Regions from separate parts of the Mus musculus genome. Here region 2 is linked to region 1. Evidence: chromatin contacts called from public promoter capture Hi-C data. All regions are on one chromosome and are shown on one strand. Each heading gives the region's core, a stretch centred on a gene start, on an enhancer-like site or on the middle of the called end of the contact. The rest is flanking DNA. Distances are from core to core; before and after follow the strand shown.

Evidence for each region. Promoter capture Hi-C pulls out the DNA fragments that hold promoters and counts their contacts.
Region 2: a promoter capture Hi-C map of liver shows a contact between it and region 1. The contact joins the enhancer-like site here to the promoter of Aldh1l1 in region 1. A contact is called at or near these places in 1 of 39 promoter capture datasets (liver), 1 of 15 datasets of contacts at CTCF or cohesin (embryonic stem cells), 2 of 484 Hi-C or Micro-C datasets (embryonic stem cells and liver), 3 of 115 datasets of contacts at active chromatin or transcription factors (embryonic stem cells and intestinal crypt epithelium) and 2 of 9 other capture datasets (adipose tissue and liver).

What each region holds. Positions count from the first base shown.
Region 1 is chr6:90,548,233-90,553,725 of GRCm38.p6, reverse strand. It overlaps Aldh1l1 (aldehyde dehydrogenase 1 family, member L1), which reads right to left and starts at 2,933. Exons shown (of 23, transcript NM_027406.2): 1 at 2,756-2,933.
Region 2 is chr6:90,484,901-90,490,393 of GRCm38.p6, reverse strand. It overlaps a transcript of Klf15 not described here. Among named protein-coding and RNA genes, the nearest start is that of Klf15, 25 kb to the right of the region's middle. Within about 2 kb of position 2,618, at least 4 of the 459 cell types and tissues checked have an H3K27ac peak or open chromatin away from gene starts, as enhancers often do. A contact at or near this core is called in liver, where this site is marked.

The DNA.
Region 1 (5,493 bases), core at 1,684-4,183:
TTTAACAGGAGACAACATGGGCAGAGTGAATATATGGGAATCCAATTCTGCCCTCATGTTTTCCCATAAACTTAAAACAAGTTTTGAGGGTTGATTATTAATTTAAAGGAACAAATAGAGCTCTCTGGGCCTACATTTTGCTCAAAAAAAGTCCAACTGGATTAAAAGTAAATATTTTTACACCAAAGACAAGAAGAAAATATAGTAAGGTGGGAATTTGGCTCAGCTGACTGAACATCAATTCTAGCATGCATGAAGTTTCATCCCCAGCTCCACAGAACTAAGTGTACTGGAACAGGCTGTTAGCAAAGCTCTTGGGAGGTGGATGCAGGAGGATTGGAGGTCAAGGTCATCACCAGCTACAAAGAGGGCTTGGGGCCAGCCTGGGCTACATGAAACCCTGTCTCAAAAATGGAGGAGAAAGAGAAGGAAGAGGAGTAGGAGGGGGGGAGGGGAGAGAGAGAGGGAGAGAGAGAGAGAGAGAGAGAGAGAGAGAGAGAGAGAGGACTGTTAGAAAATATTGGTGAACAGTAGGCTTTCCAAGCCTGGCTCTAACAGTGGAATATAAATTGAACATGACAAAGTTTCACATATAAAGCAGTTTACTAAAAGGAAAAACTTACAGCCAACAGACAAAATAATGTTCAAATCACAACCAGTTAGAACAATGCAGTGTTAAACACAGTACATACTCCCCCCTGTAAAACCGACAGGTATTGAAAATAATATTATACACAGTGTTGGGGAGGTTTGGGGAACAGTAAGTGGAGTCAAACTCTGCAGGGGGCATGAAAAATGGCTCAGTCCTGACTTAGTGTCTCCCTTACAAACTGTAGGAAGACCAGAGGACAACGGGTGGGTTTATGCTGTGGTGAATTGCAGTTAGTAGACCATGCCATCAGGATGTAGCCAACTGTTGCTGGCTGGGGATATGTGAGCCAACATGTTCCAGCAGATAGCAGCTCACTGTAATTTCCCAAAGCAGTAATGTGGTGTGTGTGTGTGTGGGGGGGGGTATGGTATGGTATGGTATGGTATGGTATGGTATGGTATGGTATGTGTGTCTGTAGTATGGTGTGTGTGTCTATGGTATAGTGTATGTGTCTGTCTGTGGTATGGTATGTGTGTTTGTCTGTCTGTGGTATGGTATGTGTGTGTGTGTGTGTGTGTGTGTGTGTGTGTATTGCATGTGGGTGTCTGTGGTATGTGTATGTGTCTTTGTGTCTGTGTGGTATGGTGTGTTTGTGTGTCTGGGGTATGGTGTGTGTGTCTATGGTATGGTGTATGTGTCTGTCTGTAGTATGGTGTGTGTGTGTGTTTGTCTGTCTGTGGTATGATGTGTATGTGTGCATGTGTGTTTGTGTGTATGTATGTGTGTGTGTATTGTATGTGGGTGTCTGTGGTATGTGCATCTGTCTTTGTGTCAGTGTGATATGGTGTGTCTGTGGTATGGTGTGTCTGTGGGTCTGGGATATGGTGTGTGTGTCTATGTGAGTCTGCAGGATGGTGTGTGTGTGTGTGCTCTATGTATTTGTTGCCTTCTTTCAAGGGGGATTCAGTGCATAGCCCAGGCTGCCCTGGACATTTCCATCCTCCCACCTCAGCCCCTTGAGTGCTGAGATTTCAGCTCTGTGCTCCCTCACCTGCCTCCCTTCCCTCTGAACATCTGTTATTTATAGAAAGAGTAAGGGAGAAAAACACAAGCAAACAAAACAACAAAAACCCCACTTCTGGCTTCAGTCAGGATGGCTGCAGATCAGCCGTTATCACAGCTCAGGGACAAGAAGGAACATGGAGTGAGGACTGTCACATAAAGCTGGCCTTTGGCCACACAGATAGCAAATGAGGGTCTGGAGGGTCTACTGAGCCCCAGGCTATAGGGTGCAGACTCCCACCCCTGTCTTCTTGTCATGGGACACCCCCAGGGGCTGCTGAAGCCTTGGGCCTTCAGGGACTCAGAGGGCTCCTGTTCCGCAGGTCCCTTCTTCTAGCCCCTGGGTCAGGACAGCAGAACAGTGGCAGGAGCCCTCCCTCTATAGCCTGCTGCAGTCCCATGCTGGGAGCAGACCTAGTGGTAGTCAGAGTTCACCCCATGGCCAGACATTCTGCAAGGAACCCCCTCCTATAACTGCTCAAGGCTGACCCTCTCCTATGATAGCCTCTTTGCCCTGGCTCCAGGTGGGGGGTGGATAAGTCCCTCAGGGAGTCAAGATCAGACACTTCCATGATCCTGGGTGTGGCTACAGGGAACAATAGAGCAACCCAGCTCTCAAGCCTGCAAGGCCTTAGTGAACTTCACCTTCCCTGTGTCTCAAATGCCTCTGTAAAATATGTCCCTGCTGTCTCCTGGGCACAGAGAACTTATATGGACAGAGGACAGTGCCAACACTCACCACCAGCTGCCTAGGACCAGAATTCTCCAGGAACCTCAGGAGAGGTGTACTGTTAAGACACCACACCTCCACATTTTACAGACCAGAAGCCAAGATTCAGCTGTGCTCAAGAAAACTCCTAGGACATGAGCCTGGGGTGGTGGTGCACGCCTTTAATCCCAACTCTCCGGAGACCCAGGCTGGTCTACAAAGCTTGTTCCAGGATAGTCGAAGCTACTCAGGGAAAACCTCCCTCAAGGTGGGAAAAAAAGGGCAGGAACTGTAGTTCCCAGGGCAGGAGCTGAGGATCCAAGGTTCAGCGGCTGCCTGTAGTGGAGAGGATCTGGGTGCCTCTCTCAAAAACAAAAGAAAAAGAAACTTACCCAAGGTCAAAGACGGGAAGTAGGGAAAACAGGGTCACCGGCCCAGGGCTCTGGGCTAGCAACCCAGAAGTACCTGCTAGCTGCGAGCGTCAGTCAGCTGTCAGCAGTCAGCACAGGGGCAGCAAGCTCCCAGAAGGGCGCACAAGCTCGGGTCTTGTGCAGAGAGGGTTAGGGTCAGTGCTCCTCCTCCAGGCAGAGAAGAGGCGGGCTCTAGGGCCCGCCCAGCCTAGATCTCTCCAATCATAGGAGGCCCTCCGGCCAGGCCCCCAGATATGACCAATCAGGAGATCTTTCCCTAGTCCCTAGAATGGGGTGAGGGATTTGGGAAGTGGACTGGCAGAACCAAGCTCAGGTCATCCGTCCATTTGCGGGGACCTTGCTCCCCAGAGGGCTCCGGCTTTCCCTTCTGCAAAATGGGCCACCATCGTCTATAAAAAGCACCGTGCAGCGACAGGCACGTCCTCAAAAGGCTGGGTTGGAGACCTCCCCGCCTCCCCGCACCCCCAATTCCGGGTAGAGTTCATTGCCTAGCATGCCCGGAACCTAACTGGTCGCCCAGGGCCCAGAGCCAGCCGCTGATTCACCAGACCAGACCTCGATGGGACTTCAGTGAGCCTCAGTCCCGAGACTGGAGGTGGGCATAGACCCATGAGTGAGGAGGCAAGGAGGCAGGAAGCAGGAGGCGGGTCTAATCTGCTGAAGGTGGGACCTATGGAAAGTGCAGCTGGGAAGGGAAGGGCAAGCCCTAGCTGGCCTAGTCCCGGCCTTCAGGCTTTATGCTATTTGGGTCATTTCCTTCACCCAAGCGTGATAAGCAAGGAGCACAATGCTGGTGACTGAGACATGCAAGGTCACCCATCTGCTGTGGACCTGGGGTTGTGTCCTGGTGGGCCTGAGGTTCTGAATCCCATGCCCTTCCCACCTCTTCACGGCCTCTGGTTTTCTTCTCAGAAGTTCTCCTCTGGCCCTTCCACCTTGTCACAGACCCCCTCCCTGGGCAGAGTCATTGTCCTACTTGAGAAAAGTCAGAGACAATACAGGGTCCAGTGACATGCCCATCACTTCCTGACCAAAGCTCTGTCCTGCAGGCTCCCTCCCAAGGATTCTCCCCTGCAGCTACTCCATTAACCACCCTGCCTCTCAAACCACCGCTGAGACTCCTTACTCAAGCTCTTCGCCCCTCTTCAGTACACCAGGCTGGCTCTAACCACATCCTTTGCACTGGCTCTGCCTCAAGCAGACCCTTGGATTGTGATAGCAGGCACCTCTGTCTCTTACCAGCCAGACAAAGTCTGGCTCTGGGTTGCTCAGCCCAAACATATTGTACCCTCCACACAACCTAAGGAGCCTCTTGGGCTCTTCTGTGCCCCTCCACTCTCAGTTACTGCCAATAGAGAACTAACCATGCCCTCAGTGCCCCTGTCCTCTGTGCATCTGCTCTCCTACCAGACTGTAAGCTCTCTGAGATCAGGAAATGCAACAGTTGTCTTTCCTGCTTCCTTAACAAGGCAGATAATAGTCGCTCAAAAAGTCCTCCAGGACTCACGCACGGACTTTTGTGTGTTGTTTACTATCTCCTTGAGTTAGGAAGCTCCCACCATTAACGCACCACATCTTCAGAGAAGCTGTCCCCAACTGCAGCCCTGGGGCGGGCTTTCCGCTTTCCTTTATGACCCTCCAGTTTCAGTGTTATCCATCTTATGCCACCCACAGGCGTATGCGATGACCCAACACCAGGTGGCATGCTTGCAGTTAAAGGGCTAAAATCTGTACGTAGCATGATTAAATGTCAGGATTTGGTGTGCTCTGTACTCGGCAGTTGGAATGGAGTTGGCAGAAGGGTGGGCGATGGAATGCCCCAAAGGTCAGCCTGGAAGCTGACTGTCAAAACAAGATCTAGGGAAATCTTCGGGGATCTGTTCTATTAGGGCACTGAGCAGAAAGGGGGGCACAAGCAGCCTTTCCTGTAGTAATGGGGCCTCTATGCTACTCTTCTCATTTATAAAAATGCCCAACAAAAGCAACGTAAGGGAAGAAGAGCTTGTTAGTGCTCATGGTTTGAGGGTATAGTCCGGTCCATTGTGGAAGCAAAGGCACGTGGCGGGTGTGTGAGCCAGCTGGTCACATTGCATCTGCAGTCAGGAAGCAGAGGGTGGAGAATTCTGTGTTCAGCTCACTCTCTTCTTTTTATGCAATACTAAACCTCAGCCCATACCAGGCTGCCACCCATCCACCCACATTTAATGGGGGCAGGTGGGTCTTCATGGAACTTGAATCTAGAAACTCCTTCGCAGTTGTTGCCAGAGGTTTGTTTCCAGGGAGACCTGAAATCCCATAAAATGGACAAGGGAGATCAGCTGCCACAATGAGGTTCATAAGAAACACACAAAGTTTTTAGGACATACACTGGAGAGAAGGCCAGCAAGGATGCACAGGGTTAGCAAGAGCGCCAAAGAAGATGCCCTGACTCTCCAGATTTAACTGGCAGAATTGTCACAGATGCAGATGTGGGCTGCGCTTCCTGAAGGGTAACAGAGAGAGGAGCGCCAAGGGCAGAAACCAAAGTCTGGGCCTCACTGCCTCCAGTCGCTTTCAACAGCAGAATGCTTGTCCTAGGTCTGCCCCCACGCTAGCATACCTGCCCCGGGAGCCTGTCCCTACCCTAGCATTCCTGCCCAGAGGGGCTACACTTGAGGGACTGACCAAGATGCGGGTCGGTGCTCTTGCCTGGCTTTTGA
Region 2 (5,493 bases), core at 1,369-3,868, 63 kb after region 1:
TTTCCAGCTTCCCAGTCTTTTAATAGGCTTATTGAGGTCGAGCGGGTGTATCTGATTTTGGGTACAGATTGTGACTCCCATGTTTAATAACACCCTGATGAAGCTTTCTGATGGTGCCTTCAGAAGATCACTGTGTCATTTGGAACACAGCACAGGCCCGGCACTGTGCTGCTCACGGGTTGTGGGCCTCAACCCGAATACACGCCAATGATCCTACTTCTGCTTTTTCTGTATTAAGTTTGTGTGCATTTATATTTACTTCATGTTAAATATTTAAACAATATGGATGTCAGTCCCTGCCTTCCTGAGATGCCTTCTGCTCAGGGGCTGATACCCACCTTTTAGATTACAGGCATGGCCTTGGGACTTTTATTACATTCTCTGGTTTAGTTTGGATGTTGAACATTCAGCCAGAACTTCCTACTTTAAAGACTTGGTTCCAGCTTGGCAGCACAATTAGGAGAGAGTAGAAACTAAGACAGTGGCAGATCTGAATGGCACTGGGGGCGAGTCCTTGAAGGAGACTGAGGGACCCTGGCCTCTTCCCCTCTTTCATTTCCTGGCAAGAGTGCCAGCCCTTGCCATGATGACCTGTTCTGCAATGAGACCAGCTGATCATGGCCTGAAACTTCTGAAATCAAGAGCCAAGTTAAACCCTTTATCAGTTGATTATCTCGGCGTACAGGAAGCCAACAGATTCTCTAATCTTCAAAGTCCTGAAAACACAAGAGATGCCATCTGAAGAGTCTGAACATTGTCTATGAAGGCAGACAGTACTGAACCAGATAATGGATGGACTGGATCTCATTGTTTGATATTGACATGTATAAGGTTTTTAATCCTCTTGGTTCAACTTTGCTATATTGCACATGCCCGGAATTTTGTCCATTTCTTCTAAATTTTATATCTTATTAATATACAACTTTCTAAAATAATCACTAAAAGCTCTTGGAATTTATGTGAACAAAGAAAAGCCCAGACCCAATGTTATCATTGCTGGATTTTGCAGAAAAGCTATCAACAATACTTCTAAAATTATTCTGCAAAAGGAGCCTTCCTTCTGCCCTGTTACCACAACTTGGCAAGGGCATAACAAAACAAGAAAAGTACAGACCACTGGACAGTGATGGCATATGCCTTTAATCCTAGCACTCAGGAGGCAGAGGCAGAGGCAGAGGCAGAGGCAGAGGCAGAGGCAGAGGCAGAGGCAGAGGCAGAGGCAGAGGCAGAGGCAGAGGCAGAGGCAGAGGCAGAGGCAGAGGCAGAGGCAGAGGCAGGTGGACCTGTGGGTTTGAGGCCAGCCTGCTCTACAGAGCAAGTTCTAAGATAACCAGGGATGCACACAGAGAAACCCTATCTCAAAAAAAGACACAAACAAACAAACAAACAAGAAAGAAAGAAAGAAAGAAAGAAAGAAAGGAAAAAAGAGGAGAGAGAGAAAAGTACATATACAAGGCACTGGGGCTGCGGGCTACCCACATGCACAAGGTTGAAATCAGATCCCCATGTCTTACCCTAAGCCAACGTAAACTCAAAATGGAACAAAGACATTAATGTAAGACCCCATTGTCTAAAACTACCAGGGAAAACCAAAGAGAAAAGTCTTCAAAATATTGACATAGCAACAGTTTTCTGAGAAGGGTTTCAAAAACACAGAAAACAAAAACAAGAACTGACAAATCAGATTATATTAAAGAGTTTCTTCAAATCCAAGGAAATAATCAATAAAGAGATAGAACATAGAGAGCTGATGGTTGCAAGATACTCATAGGATGGAGCATTGATATATAGAATATATAAAGAACTACAAAAACTCATTAACAACAAAACAGGTAAGTCAGTTACAAATGGGCAAATTGCCAGGTGCGGTGTAATTCCAGTTCAGGAAGTTGGCACAAGAAGATTGTGAGTTCTAGGCCAGCCTGTGTTACATAGTGAAATTATGTCATACACATATGCACAGAGACAGACACACAGACAGAGAGGTAGTTGTTCTGAGAATATGAAATTCAGGTGGCCAATACATACAAGCAGGCTCAGTATCACTCACCATCAGGAAAACACAAATCAAAATTACCATGAGATTCTGGACCAAAAGGAATCCTTCCTCAATTCATCACTGGCAGGAATGTAAAGTAGAACATAGTTTTTATGAAAAACCATATGGAAACCCCTCAAAAGACTGAAAATAAAACCATCATATGATTTGGCTCTCCCACTTCTGGATATTTATCCAGAGGAAATGAGGTCGGCATATAAGAGATGCCTTTGTATCCATGTGTATTGGTGTTCTACTTATGTAGCTAAGTTATGGAATGAGAAGAGGCACCTGCACAGAGATGGATAAAAATGAAGATAAGCTCTATTTAGACAATGGAGTTCTGTCCAGTGCTATGCTTTCAATATTGTCCTGATTTGCGTTCCATGGCTATGATAAAAACTGACCAAAAGCAACTTGGAGATAAATTTGTTTCAATTCTTCAGTTCAGGCAAAGTTTGTTACCTAGGGAAATCAGGGCAGAGACCTGGAGGCTTGCTCAGCCTGCTTATAGTACCTAGAACCACCTGTCCAGGAACGGCACTGCCCATGGTTGCTCCTCCCACATCAATCAGTAATCAAAAAATGCCCACACAGATGTGTCTGCAGGCAAATCTGGTGAGGGCATTTTCTCATTCCAGGTTCTCTCTTCATCCAGATGACCTTAGCTGCCTCAAGTTGACAAACAAAAAACCTAACCAGCACAAATATGAAACACCTCCCTACAGGCTCATGTTATAAAGACTTAGTCTCCAGCTGGTGGCATTTTCTTGAGGGGCTTTAAGAATTCTGGAACCTAGCTGGAAGATGTGGGTCACTTATGTATGCCTTGCAAGGTCATACCAGGTCTGAAATCCCTTCCTTCCTCTGCTTCCGGTCCACCATGATTTGAGTTGCTTTGTCCCACTTCCCTGCTATGATGGACTGAATCCTCTGAGCCACACAGAACCCTTCATCAGTTAAGTTCCTCTCTTAAGTATTCTGGCTGCTGAGAGCAATCAGTGCAGTCAGCCACAAAAAAGAATGCAATATTCACTTGCAGGAAAAGCAAGAACTGGAAAGGACATGATAAGCAAAATAATCCAGATACAAGGACACATTTGGTATGTTTCCTCTTATGCATGGAAACTTATGAATAAGTAGAATTTCTAGGAACTGGGGGTGGAGGCACAGCTGGGGAGGAAGATGGACAAGGTCATTGTAGGATATGTGAACATATGGAACCAAATCTTTCCCCCAGAAGACGAACAATCAAGGCCATGAAAGACCCACAGAATGAGAGGGGACACTATAATTCATGTCCAGCAAGGGGGTTTAGAAAAGGATAGAGAGATGGCTTGGTGGTTAAGATAGTTAAGAGCCCACACTGCTCCTGTGGAGGACCTGAGCCTGGTCCCCAGACCCCACATTGGATGGCTCAGTCATCGTTAGCTCCAGCTCCAGAGGATCTGATGGGCTCTTCTGGCACCACATGCACAGAGTGGGCATATATAAACTTGGCCAAATACTCAGTAAACAGTTGTGGGAAAGTGGTTTGTACAAAAAATGTTATGGTTTTGGTTATTTGATCATTATTTGAACACACACACACACACACACACACACACAGGACAAATTACCAACAATCAATTGTTTCCAGAACTGATCTCTATCAAGCTTGCATGCAAACATTAACTTTGATCCCCAAACCCAATTTCACAAACCCCAGTACAAAACAAGCTAAGATCCCAAAAGCCCTTGATTCAAAAAGGGCAAATGGGGGTGGGTAAGGGAGGAGCCCTACGGAAGTGGGCGCTCTGCCCCCCTCCCCCCGAGACTACTTACCCAGGCATCTCATGCTGGCATCCTGGACAGCTTCCGGTGTGATCAGAGATCCTCCAGGGCAGCTGAAATTGGGGGCTCCCTCTCCATGTCCTTCTGGCTTTCTCAGTTCTACAACTTGGTTGCACACAGAGAAGCCAAAGGAAGCAGTTGGAAGTGGGCGGTCTCCTCCCGGAGTTTATTTAGGTGCACAAGTGGGCGTGGTCACGAGCAGGACCCTGCAGAATGCAGCTCCTGTGAACCTTAGGTGAGCTCCTCTGGACTCCCGGATGAATGAACTGAGGGCCGCCTGTGATGACTTGGAGGTGACTTGGGGTTCACAGTGGTACGGATATTGGCATTTCGTGCCATGCTCAAAATAAGCTCTGTGACCTCAGTGTTGGCAAAAGCAAAGGTTTCAGGATGAAGACGAAGTTTGCAGTTAAGAGCATCTGTTTTGGATAATTTGGATAGTTACCTGATAGAACACACCCTGAGGGGTTATTAGTGACAGCTGTTCTTCATCACGGCACATCTCTTTACAGAGTCCAGGTGAATTCCGAGGAAGGAGGAGGATGGACACGGATGCCTGTCCTAAGATGCTCAGTGTAACATGCGCCCCCGCCCCGCCACGCCCCCCAAACTCCTCCTGCAGTGGAATTAGGGTGGGCTTGTCATTACTTCCTTTGAACATGGGTGAAGCTTAGTGACCAGAACACAGTAGAAGAGACTGCCCCTGTTTGTCTGAGCTGTCCCAGGTCACCATCCCTGTGCGCTTTCCCTCAGGTGTCTGGCAACACTCAGGGTTGTAACACAACAGAAGCCATGTTAGTCCATGCCAAGCAGCCACTCGGTCGGGTGCTGTGGCGGTGTTGTGGACCTCATGTCAGTGGTCAGAAGTGAATGAGGACACCTTTATTCACAAGATTCCTGCAGCCTCCAATCTTCCGGGCGCTCAGGTGCTGCCGGGCACATGAATGACACCGAGCTGCAGCAGACACAGCCAACCAGCTTCCCGTGATGCCAGTGGATCGATCCTTCAGTGTTCTTGAGATGGTCCAGTGGGTTAAGCTAACCATTACAAAAGCCAGCAGGGGTCCCAGGGGTCACACCTTTGGAGTTTTGGTTGAAGTGTATGTTGAGGCTGTGACCACAGGACCATAGAACATAGAACTTGTCTTATATTTTTAGCTGGGTTCTTTTATAGGGGCCATTAATAGGGGCTGGGGGGGGGCACACCTGATTCAGAGCTTCCTACCTGCTGTAGGATTATCAGACGCTGAAGTTCAAGTCCCCGGGGTGAAGAGCTGGCTGCTGGTAGCTGTCCGTGGGCAGCAGCTGTGGAAGAAACAAAACCCTAGCTTTGGGGAAGCTTCAGCTTTTGACAAGCCCAGCCTCAAGTTTGACCAAGCCTGAAAGATTACCCTAGCAACACAGAACAGCCAGAAACAGACCGTTGTAAGGCTCTTCTCTCCTTGGCCCCATCTTCCACCCTATTTATAAACCCACGTTCAGCCAATCGCAGCTCAACTGCTTCTCAATAAATTTGGCCATCCTGAGGATCCAAGCCATTTTTGCCTAGGAAGGAAGACTTCAGATCTTGCTTCCTGGCTTTGCCAGTTCCCTGATGGTTTCTGCTTCAAGAGTCTTCAGAG